Linked DNA regions of Mus musculus: region 2 is linked to region 1. Evidence: chromatin contacts called from public Hi-C data. All regions are on one chromosome and are shown on one strand. Each heading gives the region's core, a stretch centred on a gene start, on an enhancer-like site or on the middle of the called end of the contact. The rest is flanking DNA. Distances are from core to core; before and after follow the strand shown. Region 1 has its middle 64 kb from the start of Fgf20. Region 2 has its middle 7.5 kb from the start of Fgf20.

Region 1 (3,949 bases), core at 386-2,885:
AGACACACAAGCTTTGAGTTTTCTCCCTGAAGCCTTAAAACAAACCACAGTGTTAGAAATACAGTGGTGTTCTTGAGTATTTCCATTTTATCAATGAAATAAAATCATGTCTGAGCACCCAAACTCTTAACTATTAGAGCCCACCTGGATAGTCTGTCTGTCTGTAGCCATTTAATCTGTATTGTTTTTATCAATTAGAGACTTGAAAGGTCTGTTTGGTGATACCAGAATTTAAACCAGAGTTCTAAAATATTTAAAAATGCAATTCAATGGCATTTGCTTTAATGTACACAGTCACCTACGTTTATCATGTGTATGTGTCTGTATGTGTGTATGTATAAATACCTTTTTATACGTTGCTGCAAATTGAAATAGTTTAAATCCTTCTAATGCGATTCCTTTAATTTGTACAGTGATAAGATTTAAAAACCTTCTTTATACTTTTTAATGAGTAGTTTGGTTTACTAAACATAATCTCAAATGGATGCCTTTTGTTCATTTCTTACTGATCCATCTATTATCAACTAAAGTCTGTAAAAATGTAGGTTAAATAGTTGTGTGTTATACTTTAAGTCATATGAACATACCAGATACTGAATTAAGTGTGTAAACATTTAATCTCTACAAATTATACATCCCTTTTCATTCTGTAGTACTTTTTGTGAAACCACACACAGACACAAACACACAAAATCTATCCTTAACAAATGTTCTAATGTTAAAAATTGGTTATCATACACACTGTGAAATGACATAAGTTTAGTTTACTTCAAATAATAACTTATGTTCTTTTGGTGTAAAATGGAAAAAAAAACGGATTTTTCATTTTCATTAGAAGCAACTGTGAATCTTTCCTCCACTTAATGTAGCTTTCCTTCCCAAATGTTGCCAGCTATGTTCTATAACTAAACGTTTAAGCTTGTCTTAAATGGGAGCAATTTTGCTTGTCTGCTCTCCTTAGCCCCTCTGCCCACCCCACCCCTTTGTAGCACACCCTTTTCCATTTCTTGGGATCGATCAAGAGAAGACAAAGGGTTAAAGGCATCCACCCATCTGACAGGTGTGTAGGTGGGAGAAGTTCCTGTCTCCCTTTGTTGGCAGCTGTGAGTGTGCAGGTGTGAACAGCAGCAGCACTTGATAGTCAGGCTTTGGATGTGTCAGGTGGGGACCTTCACACCAAAGCTAAGGGGAAACCCTCTCATAACTTTGTTGTCTAGCCTGAGAAGCATAAAACAGTATGTGTGATTTTTTTTTTAAAGCTAGGTTTAAAGCTGTAAAGCCTCGTGTGGCTTCACCTGTCAAGCTTATAGATAAAAGTCTTGTTTTAACTTGACAAAAAACCAGATACAGTTTATTGCTTAGTTAGAAAAACATTAAGCAGTTTTGAATAGAAAACCAACTTAGAGGTTCTAAGAGCTCTTGGGCAGAGCTGACCTCTTACTGGATTTGGAAAATACACTACCTTAACTCATTTCTATTTGGTCTGAGCCTTCTAGTTGAAACTATAATTGTTCTTGCTTGTTATCACAGTACCCTTCACTTTAAATTAAGACATATGTAGCATTAGGTCAGAGATGCTGGAAAGCCTTTTGCTTCAAAACACAGGCATTATCTTTGGTATCTCTTGGTTGCCCTGGCTCCAATCCACCCGTCACTTCTTTTTCATGATTCACTCGGGTAATGTTAACCAGATGCCGATGTAACCATTTATCAGTGCCACTTTTGTGTTTGGACTACAATAACCAAACATAGAAAATACCCTCAAACCCAGTGAGCCCTGTTCTTTTAGTGTCTGCGCCAATGTCATTCTGTAATCCAAGTGAAATTATGTGTACTGTTTTAGTCTGCATATTACCCTAAAAGAAAAAAAAATTCTTCCCTCTCATGGAGAAGCATTAGAAAGGTTTCCAAGGCTCTATGTGACAACGAATATTTCCCTAAATATCTTTTATACCATACATTTCTTTTTTTTAAAATGAGCTACTATATAGCTGTCTCTGTCATTCCAGGGGACTCAGCAAGTGCATGACATTGACAAACTGAAAATAATTTATGTCTCCAATTAAATTTATTTATATCTGACACCATAGACAGTGCGATATTATATTATAAGATTTATATTTTATGTATTTTAATATTAATTTTTTGCAAGATACAATGATATAAAATTTATTCTTGAGTATGCTGATAAAATGTTCATCTGAAAATTGAATGCCAAGACATTATAAGATAAAAGCTGATCTTCCACTTACTATGTGTCAAAGCTCCTTAATATTTATATGAATGGATAAAATAAAATTAAGACTAGTTGAGTTTTCATAATTGCAGTCATTCAAATAGTAAGGCAGTAAGATATTTCAATTAATTATACTCTCAGGTTAAAGTATACCCATTATTAAAATATGTATTGGGCTGTCTTTGTTCCCAAAATGTTTTACTTGCACATGCATGTGCACATGTGTGCACACACACACAGAGAGAGAGAGAGAGAGAGAGAGAGAGAGAGAGAGAGAGAGAGAGAGAGAGAGAGAGAGAGAGCTTTAAGAGTTAAACAGATGAATTGATTTGGATACTGGACTGGATCTTTCCACTTAATTGTCAGAACAAACTGCAGTAGATATTGCTTCCATTTCCCTCTTACACAGTTAACAGATTGAAAGCTACTAATTTTACAAGCAAGCTGAGATTTCAGGGTTTGAACACAGGACCTCTCACTGTGGAGCTATGGCTGGGTGATGCATCCTTTCTTGGTGGAGAAAATCTTTACTGCGCAGACATGAATGTACAAGTTCTTTTATATAGTTCCCATACATATAGGCTAACAAATTTAATTAACCATACATTGCTAAGCCTCTCATTCACTTTCATACTTAACTGTCAAGTAGACATCATATATGATCTTGGTGTATTTGTAAATTTGTATGCACATTGCCACACTTACATCTATAATATTTTTATATGATTAAAATCTCTCATTGGCAGGCTGAGGGCTGTGGTTTGTACCTACACCTCCAGCACTTAGGAGACAAGATGTATGGGGATCAGGAATTTAAAGCTATCCTTAGCTGTTACATGGCAAGCTTGAGGCCAGCCTGCACTCTGCAAAACAAACAAACAAACAAACAACTCTAAAAACAAAACAACAAAAACCATCAACCCAACTCCAAACTATTTTTTATATTCAAGTAAATATAGAAAAAATATGTGCTCACAGCTTTTCCTGAAGCCAGACATTGTGAGTTTTAGGATTTCTTATTTTTTCCTGGACAATTCTTTTCAGTTCTTCTTTTGGAAATATAATTCTGTACAGCGTTTTCAATTTTCCAGGATATTTGGAGTAAAAGCCAGGTGTTTTACTCTAAAGTATGTAGCTCTACTGAGATGGGGAACTGATAGAATGTCCCACTGAGAGTTCCTGACCTGGCAATTGGTCACTGGGTCTTCATTCAAACCAAGAAACAGTTTTTCTCTTCTCCAGTTGTTTCCTCTCCCCAAGATTCTAATGACATCACTGTTTTTTTTCTTTCATGTAAATATTGCTCATCAATCGAGGCGAGCCATTCTGAGACTCTGTTGAGTTCAGACTTCAGAACAACTGCAGTCTTCTTCCTTTGTTTTTATCAATGAGGGAAATGACAGCATTTGCCCATTTGTGCATCTTTAGTTTCTGAACTGCTCTTCCCTCAAATCAGCCCACGTAGAGGCTTCATCTGATGAAGTGCCTATCATGTCACACCGTCATATTCTTAGAATGTAGCTCCTTCGCACTTGATCTTCTGTATTTACTGGGGGCTTCTTGCTACTATTCTGTTCTTTTATCTTTTTACATGTAACTTATGAGAAACCTTACTGAAGATGTTTCCCAAGTTCCCTGATGAAAGCTGTATCTTTAGACTCATGATAAATTTGGATTTTTGCATCTTAATGCGTTTGCTCTGTGTTTTGATCT
Region 2 (4,504 bases), core at 329-2,828, 71 kb before region 1:
GCCAAGGGTAGGACCAGAAGCTGGGCAAAGAAACTTGGCAGCAATCATTTCAGTCTCTCAGGATCCCTGCAGGGCTTTAGCAAAGTCGTGGCGTGTGAGCACACCGTCCTCTAGTGGCTGACCCAGGTGAGGCCAGCAGCCGCTTTTCCACAGTAGCAGCAAGTGGATTTATGTCTAGCTTGTTTTTCAAGACTAAGGATACATTTCTCCAAATGTACCCATTTTTTGAGAGTCAAGTTACATTTTTTTTTACCTCTCTGGATTATATAACAGAATAATTGTTAATTGTGAGCAATAATAAATTCAAGAAATTAAAGCAAGTGCTCGAGGTTTCTGAAAAAGTTTTAAACATGCATATCAATTAAACGAATAGGCATTTTATTGACCGTGGAAAATATGCCAGAGATCGTAGTGCACTTTCCAAGGCCAGTTGTTACAATACCTCAGAGTTCATAGCTACATACGTCTGATGTGGACTGGTAGCTTTTCTAGTTTTTATTGTTGGAGATTTGGTCCGTACATATAATGTGTTTTAAATCCACCCCATACAAGCTTCCTCTCGGTTCCCTGCCCCCATCTCTTTCCCAACATTCCTTTGTCATCTTCATGTGCTCTGTTTTCCTAAAAGCTACTGAGTCCACACAGTGTTGCCTGTGTATGCATAGGCGGCAGGCTGGGCTACCGGACTGGAGCATGGGGTGGGTAGCCTCTCACAGAACACAGCCTTGAAGAAAACCAACTCAGTCTTTGTCCTAGCAGTTGTCAACTGACAGTAACTCCTTATCTAAGGTCAGAACTTAGCCAGCTTCTTCCCCATTCTTTGGAAGATTTTAACTGGCTTGATTTTGAGCAGGTCATGTATATGAAGTTACGCCCCTGAGAGTTCACCTGTGCAGAGGAGCTGTCATATCTGGGAAATACTGTTTTTCTGCAGATGTCTATTTCTTCTGGCTCTTATTATTTTTACACATCCCCTTCTGATGTGATCCTGGAGGCAGGGCATATAGACATCCCATTTTAAGTTCAGTTTTACAAAGTCTTATTCTCTGCAGGTTGACTGGTAATGGGGCTTTGTATTAATTGCGGTCTACTACAGAATCAACCAAATAAAGACTTCTGATGAGCTTGAGAAATGCATTAATCAATGGATACAAATGTAAGAACTTATTGGGCAGTTTATCACTATGTCCATTTTGCGGAAAATAGTATTAGGTTCTGCCCTAGGCCCAATGACCTGGCCAGTCATGGGTTGTGATTCCAGTTAGTGGTAATAGGGTTGAGTCCTGTCTTGTGGAGAGCGCTTCAAAGCTGGTGATTGTTTGTGCCTATGCTATCTATGCCACAAATGTAGCAGTGAGTGTATCTTGCCAGGCCTGTGGTTACAGTAACTCACCGAGCTCACAGTTATGTAACACTGTTGACTGCTTTCCTACCCCAGTGGCCTGCATAGCACATGTCAATCTGGAACACAGCCAGTAAGGATGAAGTTTCCAGGTCCATACCATCTTGACTCCTCTGTGTCCTAGGACTCAAGTGTGTGGTATCTTCAGCGATAGGGTCTTACCCTCAGGTTCTGGAGGATAATCAAGAGCAATGGCGGTCAAATGTAATGCTTTGGGAGCATCTATGGTACCATAATAACCAACAATTCAAAAAGAGGTAGCTCATATCTGGCACCATATCTTCCCACCCCTCCCACTTTTTTTTTTTTCCAGACAGGCTTTCTCTGTATAACCCTGACTGTCCAGGAACTCCTCACTCTGTAGACCAGGCTGCCCTCGAACTCAGAAATCTGTCTGCTTCTGCCTCCCAAGTGCTGGGATTAAAGGTGTGCGCCACCATGCCCGACCACCACCCCCTTACTTTTCCTGTTCTATTAATTTCTTTTCCCTACCTTCACGGACCTTACATTTTAGCGGGGCTGTAATGGCGAATCAGCATTCTTTGTTAGGATGGAATTCAAACCAGACCATTTGTAAATCAGACAATTAAAAAAAATTAACTTCATGATCTGTGCTCGTAACATCCGCACTGTAATTGGTTTTTGTCTTATCTCCTCCAACCTACTTTCAAGACAAATAAGCGGTGACTGGCAGTGTCGTTGCTTACGTAGTTGATACTAGCTTCAGCCATCTCTTCTACTTCTGTGTGCCGGTGCCTCTCACTCTAGACTGGTCATTGTAGAAAGACGAGTTGTGTCTTCCGAACAGCTGCCAAGTTTAAGAAACTCCTAAGACTTCTTTCCGTTCCTCTTATTTGTTTGCCCTCCCCGCCCCCCCAACCTGTCCAAAAGGGATGGACACTTCCCTACTCGCCTCGCTCTGGTCTGGCTAAACTTCTGGGCAGCTTGACTACAGGCTGGGCTCCAGTCTCTCATAAACTGTACTAGTTAGCTCAGAGTTTTCATTAAGGGAAGAATAAGTAAGCTTTCGTCAGCTTGTCACGATATCAAATCTCGAGGTAGCTTAAGCCACTAGTCCATTTTCTGATTTTCAAAATGAATGTCATTCATTCTCATTATTGATGTTACTATAGATTAAACTTGTACCCCTCTCTCTGTAATGCCAGTTTTAGTTCTACCTAATTCTAAAGAGACAACAAATCCATTAGTTGTTAAAAACTATTCCCTACATTTTATGGACAGACCCCTTGTTTGAAAGAGTGCCACTTAGGAGGGAGTGTTTGTGGCAGTTTCATTCTCTTGGAAAAGTTAACTTCCTTGAATGTGATGATCTAATGTGTACGTCATCACAATAAAAATATCTCTGTGGTGTTCATTCCAGAGAAGGAAGTCTAGTTAAAGAAGAGTTTCTTTACTTGAAATGGAAGAATAACAAACAAACAATTTCGTAGCATCTCTGGACACGTTAATAGTGAGATAATAAAAAGCGTTGAAAGTTGCTGTAATTATGTTCCCTAATCCACTGTTCAGTTGTAGATTAAGCCGTGTTGCCATTTTGAACCAGTTTTTCATATACTTCAATTGTTATAGAAAACAAGCCTTTATTACCTTTTTAGGTCTCTGTAGCTTGATTTGTTAGGAATAGAGTGAACTTTAATGAGCAGAACAGATACAAAACCTTCCCTGTTTGAGCTTTCATCATAGTAGAGACTGCGTTTCTCTTTAGCATAACCCTGAACCCAGACAGCGTTCCAATGTGGCCGGTTTCAAATAACAATGCTATCATGATCTGTGTTCTTAACATTAGCAATGCAATTGATTTTTCTTCTTTGATCTGCCTCAAGACAAGTAGGGGGTACAAGTAGAATGAATTTAAATATTATATTTTTCATTAGCTTTATAGTACTAACGATGATAATGACATAATCTACCTTTCACATTGTCAAATGAAGCTCTTCAGTTGTGGTGATCTGGTAAGTTTCTCACACGAAATTAATATTAAGAATGTTTACAGTGAATTTTTATGAGTTCTGAAATGATAATGAAAGGTTATGTGAGACATTGATGAAGGATGTATGTTTATCCAGATGCTGTGAAATCGGCTTCTGCTGAGGGTCTCAGTGTCTACTCTTTCATACCCGTTTCAAAAGGGTAGTCTCAGCTACTCCAGGGGCAGAAGTGAGAGGACCACTTGAGCCTGATCGTTCAATACCAGCCTGGGCAACATAGCAGACTCTGTCTCACAAAAGGAAAACACAATTATTGAGTATGCTCTCTACAACAGAAAACATAGATTTCTTTCTGGGCTTCAAATATCATTGTTAGGTTTGATGATGTTATAAATTTCATGATCTATGTTTTCTTTTTTGGAACCTAAATCAAAATTTGTAATATTATGTGACCTGACATTTGGGGAAAAAATTGGTAACAAAAGTTGTTATTAAAAGTCATTTCTTACACTTTCATACATATTAATCCATTTGATTCCTACATTTCTCACACAAGCCGAGAAATAAAGTTTTACTATTGCAATTTTATGAAAAGAAAAAGTCTGAATTCTGTGGAGATAATAGAATTTTTCCAAGGTCTCATAGTAAACCAGTGGTATCATCCTAGTTACACTGAGCAAGGCAAGGACAGAAAAAAAAAATTATAAAAGAGTAACAAATGTGAAAGGGAAGGAAAAATACAAAGTCAAAATTAAATTATGTGCTACAATTATTTTGTTCATCTTTATAGAAAAAAAAAGTGTGGACCCCCATAGTCAAATTTTTAATTCATGTAAATGAAACGCGAATGGTTTTGTGTTTCTAAATGTTTTACAATACATTTCTCTTTAGTTCTCATTAATCTGGACATTGAACCTTTGACATTTTGAAGGAAGCACAAGTCGGTTGTTTTGTGCACTGCCATTCAGTTGGAGTTATTTGTTATCATGATGAGATCAGTTTGTGAAGTCTTGACTGGTATAAGACAGAAGTAGCATTGTATTCTTGTGTTTGTGATGTCACCTTCTATTGTCAACTTGACAGGATTGAGAGATACTATGACAATTAGTAAAGTGCACTCCCCTGTTTTCACTGAGTGTTTTCAGAGAGGACT

The links. A called contact is a pair of places that touch in the nucleus more often than the background predicts.
Region 2: a contact with region 1 is called in a Hi-C map of the N1E-115 cell line, with 3 times the contacts expected there. The contact joins two enhancer-like sites. A contact is called at or near these places in 4 of 484 Hi-C or Micro-C datasets (the N1E-115 cell line, cumulus cells and nephron progenitors), 1 of 115 datasets of contacts at active chromatin or transcription factors (embryonic stem cells) and 2 of 9 other capture datasets (embryonic stem cells and liver).

What each region holds. Positions count from the first base shown.
Region 1 is chr8:40,221,432-40,225,380 of GRCm38.p6, reverse strand. No RefSeq gene overlaps it. Among named protein-coding and RNA genes, the nearest start is that of Fgf20, 64 kb to the left of the region's middle. Within about 2 kb of position 1,635, at least 3 of the 459 cell types and tissues checked have an H3K27ac peak or open chromatin away from gene starts, as enhancers often do. A contact at or near this core is called in the N1E-115 cell line, where this site is marked.
Region 2 is chr8:40,292,230-40,296,733 of GRCm38.p6, reverse strand. No RefSeq gene overlaps it. Among named protein-coding and RNA genes, the nearest start is that of Fgf20, 7.5 kb to the right of the region's middle. Within about 2 kb of position 1,578, at least 12 of the 459 cell types and tissues checked have an H3K27ac peak or open chromatin away from gene starts, as enhancers often do. A contact at or near this core is called in the N1E-115 cell line, where this site is marked.